2 separate regions of the Pan troglodytes genome follow, and region 1 is linked to region 2. The links are chromatin contacts, called in public Hi-C maps. All regions are on one chromosome and are shown on one strand. Each heading gives the region's core, a stretch centred on a gene start, on an enhancer-like site or on the middle of the called end of the contact. The rest is flanking DNA. Distances are from core to core; before and after follow the strand shown. Region 1 holds the start of LOC129135245. Region 2 overlaps MCF2L (MCF.2 cell line derived transforming sequence like).

Evidence for each region. Hi-C and Micro-C count contacts between places; a contact is called where the count stands out from the background.
Region 1: a contact with region 2 is called in a Hi-C map of stem cell-derived neural progenitor cells, with 6 times the contacts expected there. The contact joins the promoter of LOC129135245 here to the enhancer-like site in region 2. A contact is called at or near these places in 3 of 7 Hi-C or Micro-C datasets (blood, induced pluripotent stem cells and stem cell-derived neural progenitor cells) and 1 of 1 other capture datasets (stem cell-derived neural stem cells).

The regions. Positions count from the first base shown.
Region 1 is chr14:118,650,948-118,655,173 of NHGRI_mPanTro3-v2.0_pri, reverse strand. LOC129135245 reads right to left here and starts at 1,329. Exons shown (of 2, transcript XM_063792366.1): 1 at 1-1,329. It overlaps MCF2L (MCF.2 cell line derived transforming sequence like), which reads right to left. Exons shown (of 30, transcript XM_054665592.2): 4 at 1,337-1,451.
Region 2 is chr14:118,567,878-118,572,057 of NHGRI_mPanTro3-v2.0_pri, reverse strand. All of the region lies in intron 2 of MCF2L (MCF.2 cell line derived transforming sequence like), which reads right to left. Among named protein-coding and RNA genes, the nearest start is that of MCF2L, 56 kb to the right of the region's middle. Within about 2 kb of position 2,522, at least 12 of the 24 cell types and tissues checked have an H3K27ac peak or open chromatin away from gene starts, as enhancers often do. A contact at or near this core is called in stem cell-derived neural progenitor cells and stem cell-derived neural stem cells, where this site is marked.

The DNA of each region.
Region 1 (4,226 bases), core at 80-2,579, 84 kb before region 2:
TCCTCGGAACCATGACGCTGACAAAGCTCTAACCCCTCAGCAAAGCCACGGGGAACTCAACGATGGCTCCCAGAGACCCTAATTCATCCTGCAGTCATGGGGACCCCACCATGGTGGAACCTCACAGAGACTCTGCCCCGACCCACAGTCACGGGGACCCCAGCCTGGTGGAACCTCACAGAGACTCTGCCCCGACCCACAGTCACGGGGACCCCACCATGGTGGAACCTCACAGAGACTCTGCCCCGACCCACAGTCACGGGGACCCCAGCCTGGTGGAACCTCACAGAGACTCTGCCCCGACCCACAGTCACAGGGACCCCACCATGGTGGAACCTCACAGAGACTCTGCCCCATCCCAAAGTCATAGGGACCCCACAATGGGGAAACCTCACAGAGACTCTGCCCCATCCCACAGTCACAGGGACTCTGCCCCAACCCACAGTCACGGGGACCCCAGCCTGGTAGAACCTCACAGAGACTCTGCCCCGTCCCAAAGTCACAGGGACCCCACAATGGGGAAACCTCACAGAGACTCTGCCCCAACCCACAGTCACAGGGACCCCATGACGGGGAAGCCTCACAGAGACTCTGCCCCAACCCACAGTCACGGGGACCCCACAATGGGGAAACCTCACAGGGACTCTGCCCCAACCCACAGTTACGGGGACCCCACCCTAGTGAAACCTCACAGGGACTCTGCCCCGTCCCACAGTCACGGGGACCCCACAAAGGAGAAATCTCACAGGGACTCTGCCCCGACCCACAGTCACGGGGACCCCACCATGGTGAAACCTCACAGGGACTCTGCCCCAACCCACAGTCACGGGGACCCCACCCTAGTGAAACCTCACAGGGACTCTGCCCCGTCCCACAGTCACGGGGACCCCACAAAGGAGAAATCTCACAGGGACTCTGCCCCGTCCCACAGTCACGGGGACCCCACAAAGGAGAAATCTCACAGGGACTCTGCCCCGTCCCACGGTCACGGGGACCCCATAACGGGGAAACCTCACAGAGACTCTGCCCCGTCCCACGGTCACGGGGACCCCACCCTGGTGAAACCTCACAGAGACTCTGCCCCGACCCACAGTCACGGGGACCCCACCATGATGAAACCTCACAGAGACTCTGCCCCGACCCACAGTCACGGGGACCCCATGACGGGGAAATCTCACAGGGACTCTGCCCCGACCCACAGTCACGGGGACCCCATGACAGGGAAATCTCACAGGGACTCTGCCTCATCCCATAGTTGCAGGGACCCCACCCTGGTGAAATCTCACAGGGACTCTGCCCCAAACCACAATGTCTGCCGGGCTCTGGGCGCACGTACCTGGGGATGCTGGTGAGGTAGGTCATGACATTCTGGAACTCCTTGTCCGGAATCTCGCTGAAGGCCGGGTAGTCAGGGAAGGTGATGACCGGGCTTCCGTCCTGCCCCCGCCCACCTGGGGAGAGACCAGAGGCAGACCCTTAGCCGAGGGCTCCATGCCCCCGGGGGTTCCACAGATGTCGGCCTGTTTTCATCAGCACCCAGTATTTCAGTTAAAACCGAGGCATGTTCTTCATCGTTACATAATTTTTATTTGAAAGAAATGTGTGCTGCTTGAAGAAAATATTTGGAAAGTACACAAAAGTGATGTGAATTTAGACAATCACTCATTATTTTGGCCACCATGGGACAGCTACCGTGACAATTCAACATGTTTCTTTCCAAGCCCTTTTCTATGGGCTTTTTTAACCTTGTTGAGGTGATACTGCATAGAGAAGCTTGTCTCCTGCCTCCTTCCTGACACTGAGAACAAACCGTTTCCATGCTTTTAAACAATGTAACCATTATTTTAAATATTGCATAATATTCCATATACGCATGTGCACTAATAACCTGCCTAACTGTACTGTTTGTGGGTATCGTCTAGCTTCTCCGACATTGGCACCTTTTAAGCAATTCAATTCCAAAGAGCTCCATTCGAACACTGACTTTGGAGTCACACAGGCTGGGCTCCAGGTCTGCCTGCTGGAGCCGGCCACTGACCCTGCCACACTGCCTCGGCCGGACGGAGTCCATTTCCCTCCCCCGAGCCTGGGTCCGGCCTTGCGATCTGTTTTGCCCACAGGACTTGGCGGAAGTGAGCCTGGGACTCAGGACACTGCAGCTGCCCTCTCATGCCCTGTAGTCATTGGGCAGGTGGTCCCACGACCCTGCATCCACCTGCTCTGAGGAGGCCAGTACCCAGGGTTGAGGGTGGACTTTGTGAAAGGGCAGGGAGGTGGAGGTGCGGGACTGCAGCCCCCAGGACCTCCCAGCCCAGCCCCCACGAGGACACAGCGGCAGCCCCCAGGACCTCCCAGCCCAGCCCCCACGAGGACACAGCTGCAGCCCCCAGGACCTTCCAGCCCAGCCCCCACGAGGACACAGCTGAGCAGAGGACACAGTCAGTGCCCCGTGGAGTGAAGAACCACCTGGCTGAGCCCTTTTGGAACTTCTGAGCCACTAAATGAAGAATAAATCTGTAAAATAGGGCTTCTCAAGCTAACTAAGTTTAGGGTAGCTTTGTATGGAGAACAGATCATGGTGGGTTCGCCGCCCTCATCCACGTCCTCACTGAGGAGACCCAGGGCGCACACAGCCTCCGACAACTGCAGCTTTGTCTCGTAACAGCGACAGTCCCCCGCCGCCTCGCGCCCCCCACAGCCACTACCTCCAGCTTCCGGAACTTCTGCTTCTGGGTCTTGGCCAAGCCCAGCCACGCCAGGCAGGGCGGCTTTACCATCCAGTGATCCCGGGACGCTGGGCCCGCGAGGCTCCTTGCGGGCGTCTCCTCAGTACAGGGCTCCGTGGCCTCCTCCCGAGTCCTTGTCGGCACCCCTCAATGGGACACGACTCATTATCTGATACAATTGTTCTCACTTCGGTCAGGATGTCACACAAGCATATCTTTTCTCCCTCGCTCCTTCCTAACCTCCTTTGAGGGCTTATGCCTTGAGCCCATCCTGGCTGCCGAGTCTCTTAGAGGGCTGAGCCGAGGGGCGTCCACACACCGTGACGGCCCCCCTTCACCTGGGACAGCTCAGTACCTGCAATGCTGCATTCTAAGGAAGCCCCCGAAGGGGAAGGCGGCTGCAGGGTCTGGCTTCATTGTGCTCTGAGGACTTCTGTCCTCCGAACTCTCCCAGCCCTCGAGGGCTCTTGACCTCTGCCCCCGTCTCTGGTGGCACACAATGCCCCATGCAGTGCTCAATAGAACGTGCCTGTCACTCACTCACAAACCTTTCATCATTGTTAATTTGCACTTCCTCTCGGAAAATTCCTCAGATCCCAATGATAAGAGGCCCTGGAGTGAACACTGCAGCCCTGTGTCCTCCTGTGCGAGTAAGACAAGCCTCCCCTCAGCCGCTGCCGCGGTGGGGGCTCAAAGCCCCCTGGGATGTGGCTCACGCACGTCTCAGCTTCACGCAGCACCTACCACAATGATCAGGAACTCGTGGCAACTTTTCAGTCGCCATTAAAGGTAAGAGTGTTCTGCCGGGACAAGGCGAGGCAAGCCGCACGCCCCAGCTACGAGGTGGATCGTGGAAACGGCCGCAGCCTGCGCCTGCCTTTCCTTTCCCTGAAACGGGGCCTGGGGGGAACGTTCAGGGGCCAGAAGCTTCCAGCACCGCCCAGAAGCCTATGTGTGTGGAGTGACGCCGACGGCAGCTGGGGGCGGACCCTGCCTGTGTGTGAGACCCCCTGCGTCCCTGTGCAAATGGGCATGGGCCATGGCATGAGGACCCCTGGCCGGCGGGGGTGGGTGGGAGGGAGAAGCTGCTCCTTGGGGTACACTGGCTGTGGAGGGCCCAGCTAGGAAGAGGAGCGGATGCAACGAGATCCCCTCATGCCCAAACGTGGAGGCAGCCTGGGAGCTTGGAGTGGATGGTGGACACAGAGGTGGAGGCAGCCTGGGAGCTTGGAGTGGACGGTGGACACAGAGGTGGAGGCAGCCTGGGAGCTTGAAGTGGACGGTGGACACAACGTGGAGGCAGCCTGGGAGCTTGGAGTGGACGGTGGACACAACGTGGAGGCAGCCTGGGAGCTTGGAGTGGACGGTGGACACAGAGGTGGAGAGTGGCTCCTTCTCAGCACTGGCTGGCCCACCCACAGTGTGGAGGTGGCATCTGGGAGCTGCTGCCTCACTGGAACCACAGAGACCGGGGACCCCCAGAGGCCAGCCTGAGCCACA
Region 2 (4,180 bases), core at 1,273-3,772:
TGTGGGTCACAACCACGTGTGTTTTATTTATTTAGGGATTAAAGTTACTATAGTTTTTTTTTTTATCAGAAAGGGAGAAACATTATCTTTAGTCATATGTATTTCTTGGAGGATCTTGGATAGTTTTAGTCAGAATACTTCGGCAGGGTGGCAAAATGATGCTTCCTACATAAATTTTGACATTTCAAATAAAAAGATGATAAAGCGAAAAGTGATTTAAAAATTTTAGCATGAGTTATCAAAAGCTCTAGAATTTCAACAAATACAAATGGAAGAGAGTTTAAAATTTCAAAGAGAAATATTCTCAAAACATGATACCCCAGAAGAGCCCGGGCTTGCGTGCTGATGAGCTCAGGTTTCCAGTCTGAACACGCAGCAGCTCCTCACCTGTCTGAAGCCACATGGAAGCCACAGGGACAGTCCCAAAGAGAATAAGAAAATTAGAAGAATAAAGTACACGGCACAAACCCATCTCTCCATGGGCCCCTCCTCATCAATTCACCATCTACATGTTACTTTTGTACATCTATGATGAATGTCAGTGCCAACCCAATTATTGCTTTTGACAACCACACTTACTGAAGGTACAGACTGTGCCAGGCACACTTTATCACTCTCCCACTAGACAGAACCGCCATGATGCAAGATGCCATCCCATTTCACAGACCAGGGCATGAGGCCATGTGAGCATCCAGGCTTGTCTCCCACTCACTGTGTCTTCCTGCTCAGCAGGGCAGGAACTGCTGCTCAAGGTCAAAAAGGCATCCCAGAAGAATGGTGCCATCACTGCAAAGCAGTCACTACTTTAAACAAATCTCATAAAAAAAGATCCCAAAGATAGTGAATCAAAATCATTTCTTTATATAATAAGCACTTTAAAAAACATTAATAGACTTTATATTTTAGAGCAGTTTTGGGTTTTACAGAAAAATTGAGCAGAAAGTACAGGGAGTCCTCATATACTCCCCCTCTGCCCCACTTCCTTCCACAGTTATTATAACTTCTTGCATTGGTGGCCCATACATTACAATTTGATACATCATTACTAACTAAAGCATATCGTTTACTTGAGGGTTCATGTTTCCTGTTATGCAGTTTTGGGTCTTGAGAAGCGCATAATGTCATGGATCATGCAGAATAGTTGCACTGCCCTAAAACTCCCCTGTGTGATAAACACTTTTTAAAATCAAAAAGGCAATGGAACTTTCTGTATGAGACTGCAATGGTAGATATGTATATAGAGCACCAAGACTGAGCCTAAACAGCAGCTCCAGGCAGGACCCCACTCCCTTCAGGGCCCACCCTGCATCATCTTCCTCAAATGTTTTAAACACAAAAAAAATAGTGGTGCCTAATTGGCATTGCATCGATTTTCTTAAGAGCCAGGACTAACACAAAGTGATTTCAAAGCTTCCATTAGGACACCATGAACACTGGGCCCACGGTGGTGGCATCAGGCAGACCTTGCTCCCTTCTGCACAGAGCTTGCAGAGAAAGCCCAGGCAAGTAGGGTGGAGGGCCTTCCCTAAGAGGCTGATTCCCTGGCTCTTTCAGAAGTTCAGGTTTGGCCGGGCGCGTTGGCTCACGCCTGTAATCCCAGCACTTTGGGAGGCCAAGGCGGGCGGATCACAAGGTCAGGAGATCGAGACCATCCTGGCTAACACAGTGAAACCCCGTCTGTACTAAAAATACAAAAAATTAGCCGTGAGCCGAGGTTGCGCCACTGCACTCCAGCCTGGGCGACAGAGTGAGACTCCGTCTCAAAAAAAAAAAAAAAAAGAAGTTCAGGTTTAGCGGGACAGGACTGACAGATTGACAGCTCTTCTGCGGCTTAGCACTGGTGGTGCCTAGCCTTTCTGGAACGCATACTAGGAACGCGACCCTTGAGCAGGCGGCATCCCCCAACTCCACAGACAGACCCAGGTGTTCACCCAGGCCAGATGGAGCCGTAACAACGTCTGTGCTGCCCCCAGACACCAGAGCACACATACGCTGTACGGATTGGCCCAGTCTGCGAACCCCACTCATGACGGGGCCAGAGCAATGGATTCCCAGTAAATGAGGGTCATGAGCTTGCTCTTCACCCGGGACCCTCCCTTCATGGCCCGGGACCCACCCCTCACCCGGGACCCTCCCTTCATGGCCCGGGACCCTCCCCTCACCCGGGACCCTCCCTTCACGGCCCGGGACCCTCCCCTCACCCGGGACCCTCCCTTCATGGCCCGGGACCCACCCCCCTGTCGGGACCCTCCCCTCACAGCCCGGGACTCCCCTCACGGCCCGGGACCCTCCCCTCACGGCCCGGGACCCTCCCCTCATCCCCCGGGACCCTCCCCTCACGGCCCGGGACCCTCCCCTCACGGCCCGGGACCCTCCCCTCACGGCCCGGGACCCTCCCCTCACCGCCCGGGACCCTCTCTGCGCCCCTGGCCCGCAGGGCTCAGCTCCTCAATGCTGGTCTGAGAGGCCCGAGAGCGTCTCCCTCTCAGTTCTCAGTTCTCGGGGCCGCGCTGTCCCCGCTGCCACCGAGATCCCCTCACCCCGCCTACTACGCCTCCCGCCAGGTCCTTCCTGTCCGCCTGAAGCCTGTGGAGGCTTCCAGAAAGTGCTCCCAGATCTCCGCCGGCCCGAGCCGAGCCACCGCAGGCTGCTCGGGCCCCCGGCGGTGTGGTCCCTCCGGAGGGAACTGCGAGCGCTCCCGCCTTCCCCGTCTGTCCCCGGGTAAGGGACTGGCCGGCAGGGTCCCGCCCCCCGCGCGTCCTCTGCCCCCAAGCCCCCGACCCCAGGCCCTGGGCGCCTGCACGGGGCCTCCTCCTTGAAAGGCGCGGAGTGTCGGCTCTGGCTGCGGTGTTGCAGGCGCAGGCTCCCTGGAAGGCACCGCGCCGGGAAGAGCGGCCCGTCTCTCAAAGCCCGGGCCGCCGCGCCCCGGCCCCTGCAACCAAGGCGGCGCCTCTCCCGGGCGCCGGCGCCCTCCGTTGGGCCTGCTGGGCGTTCACGCCTGCGGCGCGGAGCCGGGAACCGGGAGCTGGGAGCCGCCGCCCTCCCCGCGCCTGGGCTCTGCGGCCGGGGGCCCTAGAGCTCGACCGCGACCCCCCAACCACAGCCTCGGGAGTGCGGCGCACAGCGTCGGGACTCAGCACCCGCGCCGCGGGCACAGGCGTGGCCGCCCCACCTGAACTCAGGCTGCTCAAGGAGGCGAGGCCTCCCGCGGTGCGAAAGCCCAGGGCCCACGCAGGCGGCGGCGAGCACCGGAGCAGCCCGAGACGCACGAAGGCCGCGCGCGAGGCCCGCGAAGCAAGGCGCGCAGTGTCCTTGTCCTGACCTAGCCGAGGGCTCCAAACATTGTGCTTGAATAGTAGAACAAGCAAACGATTTTGCCCCATAGAAGATCCGATGAGCCCTAAATACATATTCCTCCTCCAGCTCGTCTGTCCTGGCAGCGCCGGCAGGGACCAAAGGGGCGGACGCGCTGCGCCCCCACTCCTGAGCCGCCCCGGCCCTCAGGAAACTCAGAAGGAACCGCGGGCCCCTATGAGCCCGAGGGAGCACCACAGAAACCCTTGGAGGAGACACAGGAGAACGTCCTTGTAGTCTTAGATTAGGTGGTGGCTTCTTAGCACACAAAAAGCACAACTAACAACAACAACAAAAAATAGACCAATTAAACTTCATCACAATGTAAAACTTTTATGTTTTATAAAACACCATCAAGAAAGTGAATACAACCTACACAATTGGGAGAATGTTTGCAAATTTGTATCTAATAAGCGATTTGCCTCCAAAACACATTAAGAACTCCCACAACTCAACAGTAAAAAGACAACCGTATTCACGTGTGAGTAAACCCTTAAAGATAAAATGGCCAATAAGCATATGAAAAGATGGTCAACATCATTAGTTGTAAGGGAAATGTAAATTAAAACCACAATGATATACGCTTCACCTGCACTGGGACGGCTAGAATAAAAAAAGACAGAAAAGACAGATAAGAACAGCTGTTGGGGAGGATGTGGAGAAATCAGAACCCTCCCACATGCCTGCTGGGAACACAGAACAGTGCAGCCGCTGTGAAAGACAGTCTGTCAGTTCCTTACAGAATTAAACAAAGGCCGGGCGCGGTGGCTCATGCCCATAATCCCAGCACTTTGGGAGGTCGAGGCTGGAGGATCGCTTGAGTCCA